Regions from separate parts of the Rattus norvegicus genome. Here regions 1 and 2 are each linked to region 3. A link is a contact called in public Hi-C data. All regions are on one chromosome and are shown on one strand. Each heading gives the region's core, a stretch centred on a gene start, on an enhancer-like site or on the middle of the called end of the contact. The rest is flanking DNA. Distances are from core to core; before and after follow the strand shown.

Region 1 (4,117 bases), core at 1,379-3,878, 200 kb before region 3:
GGAGACAAGCTCTCCTTCATGCAGTCTGGGACTTCCTGTCTCCCCTCCCCCAGCACTGACATAGTAGGAGTGCTTCTGCAGAGTCTACAGTGTCTTTAAAAAAAAAAAGATTTATTTATTTATTTATTTATTTATTTATTTATTTATTTATTTATTTATTATATATAAGTACACTGTAGCTGTTCAGACACACCAGATGAGGGCATCAGATCTCATTACAGATGGTTGTGAGCCACCATGTGGTTGCTGGGAATTGAACTCAGGACCTCTGGAAGAGCAGTCAGTGCTCTTAACCACTGAGCCATCTCTCCAGCCAATACAGCGACTTTCTAATAAGAAAAGACCACTCATTTACTTGTGTGTGTGAACGTCAGAAGACCACCCATGGGAGCTGATTCTCTTTCCCACATGGGTCTAGAGAACAGGCCTCAGGTCATCAGGCATGTCGACAAATGCCTTTGTTAGCTGATCCCGGGACATCTCTTGTCAAATAGTTCTCTGTTGAAGTGACATTTTACTTGATTCCTTTCACAGACAGCAACTTAAGCAATGAATTTAGCATTCCTTTCCAGGGACTTTATGTACTCTTAAAACAAGGAGAATAGCATTTTTGTGTCATCCATTTCCAGCAAAGGACAATGTTCTATGGGAGAGGTACAGACAAGGGACGTGCTCCTGAAAGTCCCTGAGGAATGGGAGCCTTGCACACTCTGGATCAGAGTGGCAGGATTACTGTCACTGTGACTGACAAGTCCTTTAACAGTGAGGCTTGTAGGGTAGGGGGGCAGTCAACAAGATGAATTCCTTTCATCATTAAAACTACAACAGAAATTCCTACAGCTTCCTGACTCCTCAGAAAAGTGTTTTCTATGCCTCTGTGATAACCTTCTGGTTAGTTCTGTCTCAACAGATGAGAACAGGGCTCCAATGAGCTACCTCTGATCTTTGAAGTAGTGTCCTGTAACAATGCCTTATCCTGAGGACTTTTAAAGCTCAGTGTGCAGGGGAGGAAGAAAGGAGAAATAAATGGTAATTTGCCTCTGGCAAAGCCTGGCAGATTGCCCCATGAGAATTATAGAAAATAGGCTCATGCGAACCAAGCCAGAAGTGTGTGTGTGTGTGTGTGTGTGTTCATTTCTTAATAGATGCACTTGAGTTTGCTATGACGAGATGTTTTTCCTGTTATAGGCTACGCAAACAAAATTATAATCTACCTTAAACACAATAAAAATTTTTGTTAAAAGAAATTTTGGAGACAGATGTAGCCCAGGATGGCCTTGAATGTGAGGTGCTGTACTCTGCCTGCCTCCTGGGAGCTGGAATTCTAGGTTCACTGCACCGTGCCTGGCCTTTCCTTCTTTCCTCCCTTCCTAGAGACTCAGTGGTTCTCAGCCATCCTAATGCTGTGCCCTTTAAAACAATTCCTCGTGATGTGGTGACCCCCAGGCATAGAATTATGTTATAACTGTTTATGAATTATAATGTAAATGTTTCCGAATGGTCCTAGGTGATCCCCAAAGGGGTCTTAACCCACAGGTTGAGAACCAGTGCCCTATGTAGTCCTTGCTGTCCTGAAACTCTACACAGACCAGACTGCCTACTTCTGCCTCCTGAATGCTGGTATTAAATGTGTGCACCACCACATCTGGCCATGGTAATTCTGTGTAACATGCTAATTTAAGTATATATAAATGTAAATCCTCAACACTTGACATATATTTTAACATTACAGGCACAAATAATGTTTAATATATACATATGTATGTGTATTAAACTAAAATCAATATGAATAACTAAAATCAATTTATATGAGAAAAATTATGAGACGAGGTCCCAGGCTGGTCTCCAAGTTCCTATGGAGCGGATCCTAGCTTTACCTCCTGCTCTCCCCACCTCTGGTTTACAGTGCTGGGACTACAGGGGTGTGGTCTATGGGAGTGAGAGTGTAACTCAGTCATGAGGCTTGCAGGAGGCCTTAGGTTCGGTTTCCAGTGCAGGAGAGGAGGGAGGGAGGAACAGAGGAGGGACGGGAGGAGCAGAGGGAGGCAGAAGTTGGCAGCAGCACAGCCGAGAGCACTGCAGTGTTCCCTGTGAACAGGCCTGCTTCCACAGGCTCAGAGACAGGACTTGCTCTGAACTCACTCAGGCTAACTAACATTGCAAGACGCACCGTGAACTTTTAGAGACATTGCTTTGCCAGAATTTATTCCTTGTCAATTTTTGGAACAGGCATTTGTCATTAACTTGTTATCAGTTTAACTTTTCTTTCCCTGATGTAAGGTTGACCTTGAATTTACAGTTCTCAGCTCTGGAACGTTGGGACTGCAGAAGCGCACTACTGTGCCTGGCTCTAAGTTTAAACGGTCTGACAGGAGGGAGATTTCAGCGTGGCTCTACCCTCAGACAGATTTGATTTTACTACTTTCTGGAAGGGTTAAGTGTGACAATTTGATGTTTCTGAGAGAAGATGTCTTCTGTGGCTTTGTAATTTACATCTCACTGATGTCACCAGGCCCTTCTCACTGGTTAGGCTCATTTTCTTTGCAAGACAACGAGATCAATGCCTTCCTCTAAAATGCCTTGCAGACGCTTCAAAGTTTCACTTAGGCATCTACTTGAATGCTCAAATTAGCCACATCAACTTCAGCAGTCAGTCTCAACTATTTCTGGCAGAAAATGAGTCAGAGTTTTTTTCTTTTTAAGTTCTACAAAATGAAAAATAGACTTGATTTCTTTAACTTTCCTTTTTCTTTTTAGTTTTATAATTATTTTCATGTGTCCAAAATCAACTTGTTCTCTGAATAAAGAAACACATGAGCATGAGTATCCTATAAATTAAAAAGAATCTTTTGAAAACACTTTGAATAAAAATAGGGTACCATACATTAGCTCAGCACAGACTGAAGGAATTCTAGTATCTGGAGGAGCGTCTGGGCACTGCCAGTTTAACACGGCTTTTCTAATGAGTCAACCAACGGGAGACCGTTCCCACGTCCTCAAAGAAAGCAGGAGCCGGGAGCACTGCCTGGCAGAGTACAGAGTATCAGACCCGCTCCACTGTGTAAAGAAGCACATGACTTAAAGCAGTGAACATACTGGCAATGTTTCTGTCAGTTTCTGTTTCCTGTTGGCTAGGAAATGTCGTAGAGGCATCTTGTTTGAATGTTACGCCCAGTAAAAACAGGTCATTTTCTGTGTAATGATGCTGTACTCTGAAGTACTTCCTGACCTTAGAAGTCGGGAACACATTAAACACACACTCAGTTAAGTCAAGACAACAGGACAGCCTTGCAGTCCGCGCGTTTACTGAATAACACTGTACTCCTCTGAAGGGGACAGTGAGGAGACTGTCCTTAGGGAGCAAAGGCGAGCAGGAGGGAAAGGAATTGCATTCTCTTCTCATGCTAAGGGGTCTAGCTTAGGTAACGCACACTTCCTGGAGTAGCTTTTCTTTCTCCTTGCTGTTTTTTATGCTAAACTGGCTCCATGAAACTTTCCTTTAGATAGAGTTTGGGAGAGGGCAGAGAGGTGAGCAAGGGGTGTGACTTCATTAAGGAAATATACTTCCTGCCTGTGAGCGTGTGTGCCTTGGTTTTTTTTTTTTTTTTTTCATCTTCGAACAACAGATTTATACCGACTCATACTAGTCTTTGTTTCTCAGATAATTTTGATTAGAAAATAATTTTTCCCAAATACAAAAATTTCAAGTGATTCAAAGACTTAAACCAACCCCCTAAAACTCTTTTCTGTTTGAGATTAGTGAAATCATATATATACAAAGTAATGACAAACATCAGTGATGGCTTTCATTGCCCTCTAAGTCTCTAAGGTCTGGGGTCAGAGACAGACACACAGTCTATCTATGGAGGGAAGGTGATCACTGAGCACTGGTCATCTCCTGAGTCACTAATCTGCCCTCTAGCTTGCTAAAACACCTAAGTGATGCTGTCTGTCCTTCTGTCTGTGCATGCTGTTCTGACCTGCCCCTGGCTCTGCATACTTTAATCCAGTACGCCTCAGCGATCGAAGCCAGTCGTCAACATGATCTTCACAGCACAGCACATAAGACACCGCCATTAACTTTCTGTTGAGGCCTCGGTGCCCCAGTGCATGAATT
Region 2 (4,266 bases), core at 918-3,417, 140 kb after region 3:
GGACCCGGGAACCACAAACTTCGTCCCAGATTCCACTTTCCCCTTCCGGTCTGATGGGTAGCCGGGTCTGATGACCCAAGGGAAACCTGGGCTGTGACCTCTCCATTCTGGCCTTTGCTCTGCCTTCTCCTGGTGCCATAGCGGCACCTAGACACCCCCAGCAGAGAGGCTGAGAGTTGGAGAAAGATGGCTGAGCAGAGGCATGTATTTCCTGTTTCTTATTTTTGATGCCTTATGACCAGATGCTTCAAGCTCTTAACACTTGGATTCCCCCCTTTGATGGACTGTACTCTGACACACAGAACCAAAACAAACTCCTTTCCTCTTAAATTGCTTCTCGACATATTTTATCATAGACACAGGAAAAGGGACTAAGTCAGAAATTCTCTAGAAGACGTGTCTTCTTCCAATTTTGGAGGTCAGGGTACTACAGGTTAAAAATCCCGAGTCTCATACACGCTAAACGTGCAATTCTACTGCTAGACTACCCCAGCCACGTGGTATAATTTAGGTGCCACCTAGGAAAGTCATATTTCCATCTTGTATCTGAACGTGCTGAACATGCTATCAGTTATATTGGTCAATTTGACCGATCAGTCGACTATAGATGAGAAACAAGAATCTCACAAGTTAACGAGACTGTTTTTTCCCTAGCAGTTCTGCCTTCTATGGTGAGTGTGTTCAAAGGCAAGATGCCAAGCACTCAGAGGAAGGGGCATTCTTATCAGGAGAGAGAAGGCATGTTTTCACTGGCTTGGCCCTTAGCATTCTGCCTAGCAACTTCTTCCAAAATCTGGTCATAGCTTAATGTTTCCATAGACAATCTAGACCGTGGAGTAGAAAAATGCTCCTGTTTTTGTAGGAGACATTGTGTGTGGGAAAAGTGGGCTGAAAACCCCATGTTCTGCTCCTGTGGATGATGTAAGGACAAGAGCAAAGGAAGATGTTTGTGCTTAGGCAAATTTGAATCTCATTTGATGTGGGAGGTCTTAGATGTGGGCCAAGATTTCTCCCCAATTCTTCATCCTTTAGAACACACGTCTCTTGAGATTAATTCCAACCATAGGACTGGTCCTGGCTGATGAAATGTTAGCATGTATGGTATGTGCCACTCCCACACGCAATAGATGGATGAACACTTCATCCTTTGTTCTTTCACAGCGAATCCTGAAGCTTTGTGTCCTACAGTGACATCAGTGAAGTGATCACTGCCCGTCTGGGTCATGGAGTGAATACGGCCATCATGGTCCGTTTGCTGACCAGTATAAGAAGACTGTGCGTGGGCCAGGCTCAGCAAGTGTAAGCCCTTGTAGCATCAGTCAACGATTTGAGTTACATCCTGGAACCCATGGTGGAAGGGGAATAAAACAACCCCCAAAGTAGTCCCTTGACCTCACAACATGGTGGCCATGGCTTGAATTCAATACACAACACACACACACACACACACACATGCACATATGCACACACACATGCACACATACATGCTCACACAGGATAAAAAGAAATACAGTGGAAGGCTGGAGAGATGGCTCGCAGTGGTTAAGAGCACTGACTGCTCTTCCAGAGGTCCTGAGTTCAAATCCCAGCAACCACATGGTGGCTCACAACCATCTGTAATGGGATCCGATGCCTTCTTCTGGTATGCAGGTGTACATTCAGATAGAGCACTCATATTCATAAAACAAATATAAAAAAATTATAGTGGAAACACATCACCTCAAACTATTTACTTAAGACAAGATGTGGGGTGACTTGCTTGCTGTGATGTAATTTAGCTTCATCAGACTAACACACTGGTTGAAAAGAAAATTGCACAGAAAGCCAGCAGCTAATAACACAGCCCCTGAGGTACAGCAAACGGGACAAACTCCGGGAACAAAAGAGTCATCCCGGAGGGCAGCACTGTCTAGCTAATAGGAGTAATGGGACACAGACCGGTTAGAATTCTATAGGAAGTTTCAATAGAAAAATTCATGGCCATGCAGTTGGAATTGCAAGTGAACGTGTTCAAAGGCACAGCGCCAAGCACTCCCAGGCACTTGGCTGGGAGACGGAAAGTGTAGCTTCAGTAGATCGCCCGCTGACCGGGAGGAATTGTCACAACCCTGCAGTTCTGTTGATTGAGAAAAAAAATGCGAGCAGAGAACTGTGGCAAATGAAAAGCGTGTCTGTATCATGAGGTAATCATTCCGTCGGTCTCTGCACTGGCCAGAGCTCTGTGTGACAGAGATGGGGCTGCCTGCAGACTCCACGGTTCAATAGGAACTGAATGAGGACATTTTACAGTAAAGGAGAACAGTCATTCTATGGCCTGCAAGCAGGGCTTGCTGACCTGGGGTCCCTTGACGTGAAGGTGACATAGGAAGCACTGGTGTTGGCCTTGAACTGTAGAAAGGTTCTTCTCTGTTGCCAAGGACACCAAGAGAATGAGCTTATTACAGTAAAAAATGAATAAAGGAATCATTTCTTTACCCATGGGTGTCCCAGATCAGCCAGGGTGGGAGATTTATCTGGGACAGTCACACAGAACAGCGATTCTTTGAGGTGTGGATTGCTAGGTGGTTCCTAAACTTAAAGGAACGGAAGCACTTGATCTCTCTTTCACTGTGGCCTCTATGAGGCCTGCCATGGGACACTCTGCTGCCAAGCTGACCTTGCCCATAATCCTCTGCACTCTCCTGCAGCTGCAAACCTTTCTTTCCCATCCAGGAAATGTAGTCAAAGATAAGTAAGGGCCACACGGTCATGAGTATAAGTTCGGTTCCTCTTTTTAGCCAGACCAAGGGTGGGAGTAGACAGATAAATATTTATGTCAGTCTTGTATTATCTGTAAAAATAACTTGTGATATGATTATATTTAACAATTTTTAAGTGATGTAGGCAGGCAGGTGTGGGCAATGTCCATGGCTGAATTGGTATACATTCATTCATTCATTTATTTATTTATTTATTTATTTATTTATTTATTTATTTATTTATTTAGGTTTTTTCAAGCCCTGAGTGTCCTGGAACTTGCTATGTAGACCAGGTTGCTCTTGAACTCACAGAGATCCACCTGCCTCTGCCTCTCTAAGATTAAAGACATGTACCACCACTGCCCGGAAAATTTGTCATCCATGTAATAAATACTATTATACGTAAGCCAGGCAGCGTGGTACATGTCTTTAATTCAAGCACTGGAGACTAGTAGGTCTGTGAGATCAAAGTCAGCCAGGGCCATATAATAAAGAGACTCTGACTGAAAAAACAAAGTGAAGATGTAACAAGCAATGAGAGCCTGAAGACTGCTGTCAGACCGCCCTTGGGAAGGACGGACAGAACTGTCAGTTAGCCTAGAGATAGATCAGTTGAGGCAGCGAGGACAGGAAGCTGTCTGGGGGACAGAGAGAGGTTGGCAGCGTGTGGAGGAATGGGAAGCAGCAAGATCTTTGGACAGGGCACCAGGCAGAGTGGGAGAGGGTAAAGGGTAGGAAGCCAGAACATAGGGAGCTGCCTCAATCATGTTAATAAACCCAACCTTCACCTCAGGAGCAGGGAATGGGATGGACCTATTTTATGCAGGGGAAGGACGCTCTGTATTCAGAAAAAAAATCACTCTGGCTGCATAATGGAATTCTATTTATTTGTTTATCTATTTTTATTTATTTGTAGGGTTGCTCTATTTTAGGGCAAACTCTCACAATAGACCGCACTGGCCTTGAGCACCTGCTTCTACCTCCCCACGCTAGGCTTACGGGCCTTCAACGGCGTGCTGAGCAGGCCTGTAGAAAGCTGGCTAGAGGGCCTTAGAGATTAATCTGGCTTGAACTTAAACCTACAGTCTATAGAGCTAGTTTTAAGATATTTCATCAGGGCAGGGGAGGGACTCTGTGGGAGCAGGAGGACCAGAGCCAGGATCTCTACACAGAGGCCCCTGCATGTGGATTTCAACTATAATCCTGGAAGACAGAAATCAGGGATCCCTGGGGCAGGCCTGCTAACCCAACTGACCCAAGTGGCAAACTCCAGGGTCAGCAAGAGACCCAGCCTCATTTGCATGAACAGCCAGGCCTATGTGTACCTACACAGTCAAACAAGCAAGCTCACACCCGCACAACACCCACATCACACCATAAACATACATGCAGACAAGCATATTCACACTCACACCATATACAGCCATGCAAACAAGCACACACACACGTGCACACACATACATGCACACGTGCACACACACATGTGCATGTGCACACACACACACACACACACACACACACACACACA
Region 3 (4,116 bases), core at 1,562-4,061:
CACACATTACAGATTACTGCTTCCTTACATTAGTGTCTCGCAAATCGCAATAGTAGTAAAAGCTGGAGAACCCCGTGTGGAAAACCTAAGTATCATGCCTATTAGGTATTTTTTAAATCCCCGAAATAAATTCAAGGGTGACAGATTCCAAACATGAATGGATTCTAAGTTTAACATTTCTCATTCTTCAAACTCCCAAAGACTCCAACTGGGAAAAAGAATGTTGCTGCTGTCGGTTTGGTTTGGACTAACCTCACCAACAAAGAACAGGAGAGCAAGCACACACACAAAAAGCACTGAAGCAGCTGCTGTCTTTTAACAGACCGCAATTCCTGCTGAGCAACCTGAGATCCTCACAGGGAACCGCCCCTGGCCCCCCTTTCCTACAACTCAGGAGTCAAGAAAGTCAGCTCACTGGACCCAAACAGTTAACACAATCGAAGATAGCTCTTGACCTCTTGCACATCAGAGAAGTAGCCACACACTGTGCAATTCATACGTGTTTAAGGAAACTGAAAAAAAAATTAAGAATCTTTTGTATGGGAGTAATATGGAAAGCTATACTTTATTCCTTTTGTTTTCTGCCGACAAATACTCTTTGGCTAGTTTTGGGCATTAAATACATACGCTTGATAGCTTAGTGGTGCTTTGATTCAAAACTTCATTTTGTTTACCCAAGAGCAAGGCAAAAAAATACCGACAGCATAAACTGCAACTTTGTAAAAATGTCACACCCAGGCCAAACACAAAACTTTCAAGACTTGGAGAATTGGTGGTCTGCTTAAACAAGGTCCCAGTGAGGCCAATTCCAAACAAGAATGCTTTACCACTCCTAAAAATCACCTGACATGAGGCCAACGCGCGCCTTCACTCTCAGGGTGCCCTTTCAATTTCGTCGTCCGGGTGCTGGACAGAAGCCCAGTGAAACTAACGCAGACCTTCAAAGATCTCTAGCGCGTACACCTGGTGCTGAGATCCAGAACACGGTCACAACCAACATATGCCATTTTAAAACCGGGCCTCGCAGTTACTGCCACATCCTGAAGTGGCTTTAGACTTTGTCATGTCTAAAACAACGCCTCTCGCGGCATCCCAGAAAAGCACTATCTTCGCGCACCTATGCAGGTCTCCCCGGGTCACAGATTCTGTGAGTGACACTATTCCACAAACCCAGGTGCGGGTGACCAAGGGACGCGCCAGAAGGGAAGGCTCGCGGCGTCTCCATGACTCCCCCGCCCCGCGTGCAACTCAGCCCTAACTGGTCGGAAGAAACCCCGCCCCCTTCCTGCCTCTGGCTCCCACCATTGGCTTACCGATACCCGGCAGGTCAGTTCCCGCCTCCCATTGGCTCACTGCCCCATCAGTCAGGCACAGCAAGATTCGGGTCGGTGGGAGGGGAAGGAGTCGGAGGAGGTGGAGTGGGAGTGGGATTAGAGGACGAGGTGGCGGAGGAGGGTGCTGGAGCTCAGGCTCTGGTTTGGGAAAGTTTCCCCTGCCAGTGACAAGCCTCTAGGCTTGAGGCCCAACGCCACTCCCGGCGAGTAAGGGGCTAGGGTCCCGGATTCCCGCCCCTCCGTCCGCAGGCCCCGGAAGCCACTTGGGGGAGGGGAAAGGGAGGGACCATGGAAGCAGGGACCGAGCCACCCCCGAGCGCGGCCGCGGCGCCTCCAGGACTCCCCCAGGGGCGGGGTGCGGGCACTCCAGCCCGCGGCGCCGACCCTGGCCGCCTCCCCGGGAGCCTCTAGGGGCCCGGAGAGGAGGGTCCCCAGTCCAGGGCGTGACCGGGGCGCGAGGGCCGCCAGGACCCCTCCCGCTTTCCGCGGGGGGCCCCCGAGGGCCTGTCCCTGCAGGGGCCGCAGAAGGGGGACCGAAGAGGGGGCGCTGGCGAGCCAACCCGGAACCTCCCGGCCCGCAGCCCGCCTCCCGCCCCCGGCCGCGGCCCCAGCGCGCCTCCGGCACACATGCCCGCACCCAGAAAGTTAAGTCAGGGGCGAGCCCGGCGCGGCGCCGCCGCCCGACCCCGGCTCCCCGCCCCCACCGCGGCTCGGCCTGCGCGGCCGGAGCGCTGCCGCCCCGAAGCCACCCAAGCCTGAGGCCCCCAGACGCCCCAGCCCCCGCCGCCGCCCCTGCTGGCCGCGTCACCTTCACACACCCCCGGCACTTCCCAGGTCCTGCCTCCCCTCGCCCGGCTCCCACCCGTGCAGCAACCGCTGCACGCCTCCCGGGAAGAAAGCACCGGCCGTGACTGCGCCCGCCTGCCCAGGCTGCGCCGCACAGCCCCGAGGGGGCCGAAGCAGGGGCCCGCGGCACAGCCTCTGCTTCCCGGCCTGGTGCTCACCTCTCGGCCGGCGCCGCGGGCTGCAGCCTCCGCCCGCCTCGCGCTCTGGGGCTCGACTCCCGAGCTCTCTCGCCCGGCGCCCGAGCGCCTCCTTTCTCTCCCGAGGACTCCGCGTCTTCCCGCCCTCCCCACCCCCCCGGGAGCCGAGTCCCCCGCTCGGCCGCGCCTCGAGGATGGGCGTCGCGGGCTCCGCACGCCCGGGCAGCAGTGCCCGCACACAACAACAGCCTGCCCGGCCGGCGCGCGGCTCCGCCGGGCTGCGCGCACCAAGGGCAGCGGCCCGGGTGGGAACGCGGCGCCCCCCGCCCGCCGCCCGCGAGCCCCCAGGGGAGGCGCGCTTACCAATGTGGCCGTCACGCCGTCAGGTGCGGGCTGCCGTCGGCGCTGACCTCCGCCGCCGCCGCGGGAGCCCAGGCTGCGGCCGCCATGTTCCCGTGTTAATAACTGCTGCCTGGTTGTTTATTTCAATGGAGATCCTCCCCCAGCTCCCTCCTCCTCCTCCCCCTCCTCCTCCCCCTCCTCCTCCGCGGCTCTGCACTTGCGGAGAGAGACACAGACCGCGCGAGCTCGCGAGCAGGGGAGGGGGCTCGGGCACGGGGCTGGCCCGCCCTCCGCCTCCCGGCCGCCTCCGAGAGAGCGCTGTCACCGCTCAGGGGACCGGGCGGAAACTTGCGTCCCGCACCCCGAGCGTGGGCCCGGGAACATCGGGGCTACCCCACCCGCGGGGTCCTCAGCATCTCCGTGGCTGGCGAGACTTCAGAGCTCCGAGAGTTGAACAAGATGGGTGGCTGTGGTGTAGGGACCGTGACCTATGGGTGACTGGAAGTGAAGGGAAAGTCAACAGAGGACTCCATGTGAGGGCAAAGGGCAGTGCCCAAAAGAAAGCTAGCAAGGGGGACTGGCTTGGGCCAGGGAGTGGAGGCCAAGGGACCGCCGCGCCGCCGACAGCTAGGACGCTGCGGCGAGAAGGTCGCGGAAAGCCGAGTGCCAGGGTCGCCCCAGAGGTGCCTTCTGCGCGCGCTCCGACAGGGCCCAGTAGCCAGCAGCCTGCACCCCTCGTGCGCACCTCCGCACCCAGGCGCTGTTCCGGGGCGCACCCCTTGGCCACCATGTCCCCTCGGTTCCTCCGCGGATACGCCTCCCCAGTTGCTACCCCTAACAACTCTGGAGGGGATGGAGGGGCGTGACCGAGGGAGGCGAACTTACTGGGGTGCCACCCTGCGATTGCTTGACAAAGCAAAGGCTGCACGGTGTTTAGAAAGACTGGGTGGACTGTTCTCCGCACGCAGCGAGACAAAAGTTTTGTTTTGTTTTTTAATTGGGGAATCCATTATCAAATCCTCAATGGAGTATTGGAATTGAGGAGACTTGGAGGACTATTACGTTTAAATGTATTTTGGTTTTTAACTCTGGAAAAGCAACTTCTTTTTCCATTTAGATATAATTAGTTTAAAGAAATGAGCAACATTTGTTTGCTTAACGGAAGTTATCAAAATATGACAGGAACACGTTTCCTTATTTTAACTGTTATGAAAGGTCACTTGCCATAGACAATAAGTATTTATTGAACTGTAATGTCTTGGCACTGCGTTAAGTGATTCACACACTCTCCAGATTTTAATCCTCAAACCTTACGAAGTTGTTGCTATTTTTATACCTCACAAAACATTGAAGCCTAAAGAAGTCACACAATAAGCAAGGTGGGGAAGATTTGAACCCCAAAGAATTGGAAAGCTGTAAAAAAAAAAATGCCAGCATTGGTGAGTGGAGTCAGGAGG

Evidence for each region. Hi-C and Micro-C count contacts between places; a contact is called where the count stands out from the background.
Region 1: a contact with region 3 is called in a Hi-C map of Schwann cells, with 9 times the contacts expected there. The contact joins the enhancer-like site here to the promoter of Ncoa2 in region 3. A contact is called at or near these places in 6 of 12 Hi-C or Micro-C datasets (the A7r5 cell line, Schwann cells, frontal cortex and 3 more) and 1 of 1 datasets of contacts at active chromatin or transcription factors (oligodendrocytes).
Region 2: a Hi-C map of Schwann cells shows a contact between it and region 3, with 10 times the contacts expected there. The contact joins the enhancer-like site here to the promoter of Ncoa2 in region 3. A contact is called at or near these places in 9 of 12 Hi-C or Micro-C datasets (the A7r5 cell line, the Rat2 cell line, Schwann cells and 5 more) and 1 of 1 datasets of contacts at active chromatin or transcription factors (oligodendrocytes).

What each region holds. Positions count from the first base shown.
Region 1 is chr5:10,822,167-10,826,283 of GRCr8, reverse strand. All of the region lies in intron 11 of Ncoa2 (nuclear receptor coactivator 2), which reads right to left. Among named protein-coding and RNA genes, the nearest start is that of Prdm14, 40 kb to the left of the region's middle. Within about 2 kb of position 2,628, at least 17 of the 93 cell types and tissues checked have an H3K27ac peak or open chromatin away from gene starts, as enhancers often do. A contact at or near this core is called in the A7r5 cell line and Schwann cells, where this site is marked.
Region 2 is chr5:10,473,677-10,477,942 of GRCr8, reverse strand. No RefSeq gene overlaps it. Among named protein-coding and RNA genes, the nearest start is that of Trnaa-agc87, 3.4 kb to the right of the region's middle. Within about 2 kb of position 2,167, at least 4 of the 93 cell types and tissues checked have an H3K27ac peak or open chromatin away from gene starts, as enhancers often do. A contact at or near this core is called in Schwann cells, where this site is marked.
Region 3 is chr5:10,617,417-10,621,532 of GRCr8, reverse strand. It overlaps Ncoa2 (nuclear receptor coactivator 2), which reads right to left and starts at 2,811. Exons shown (of 23, transcript NM_031822.2): 1 at 2,681-2,811.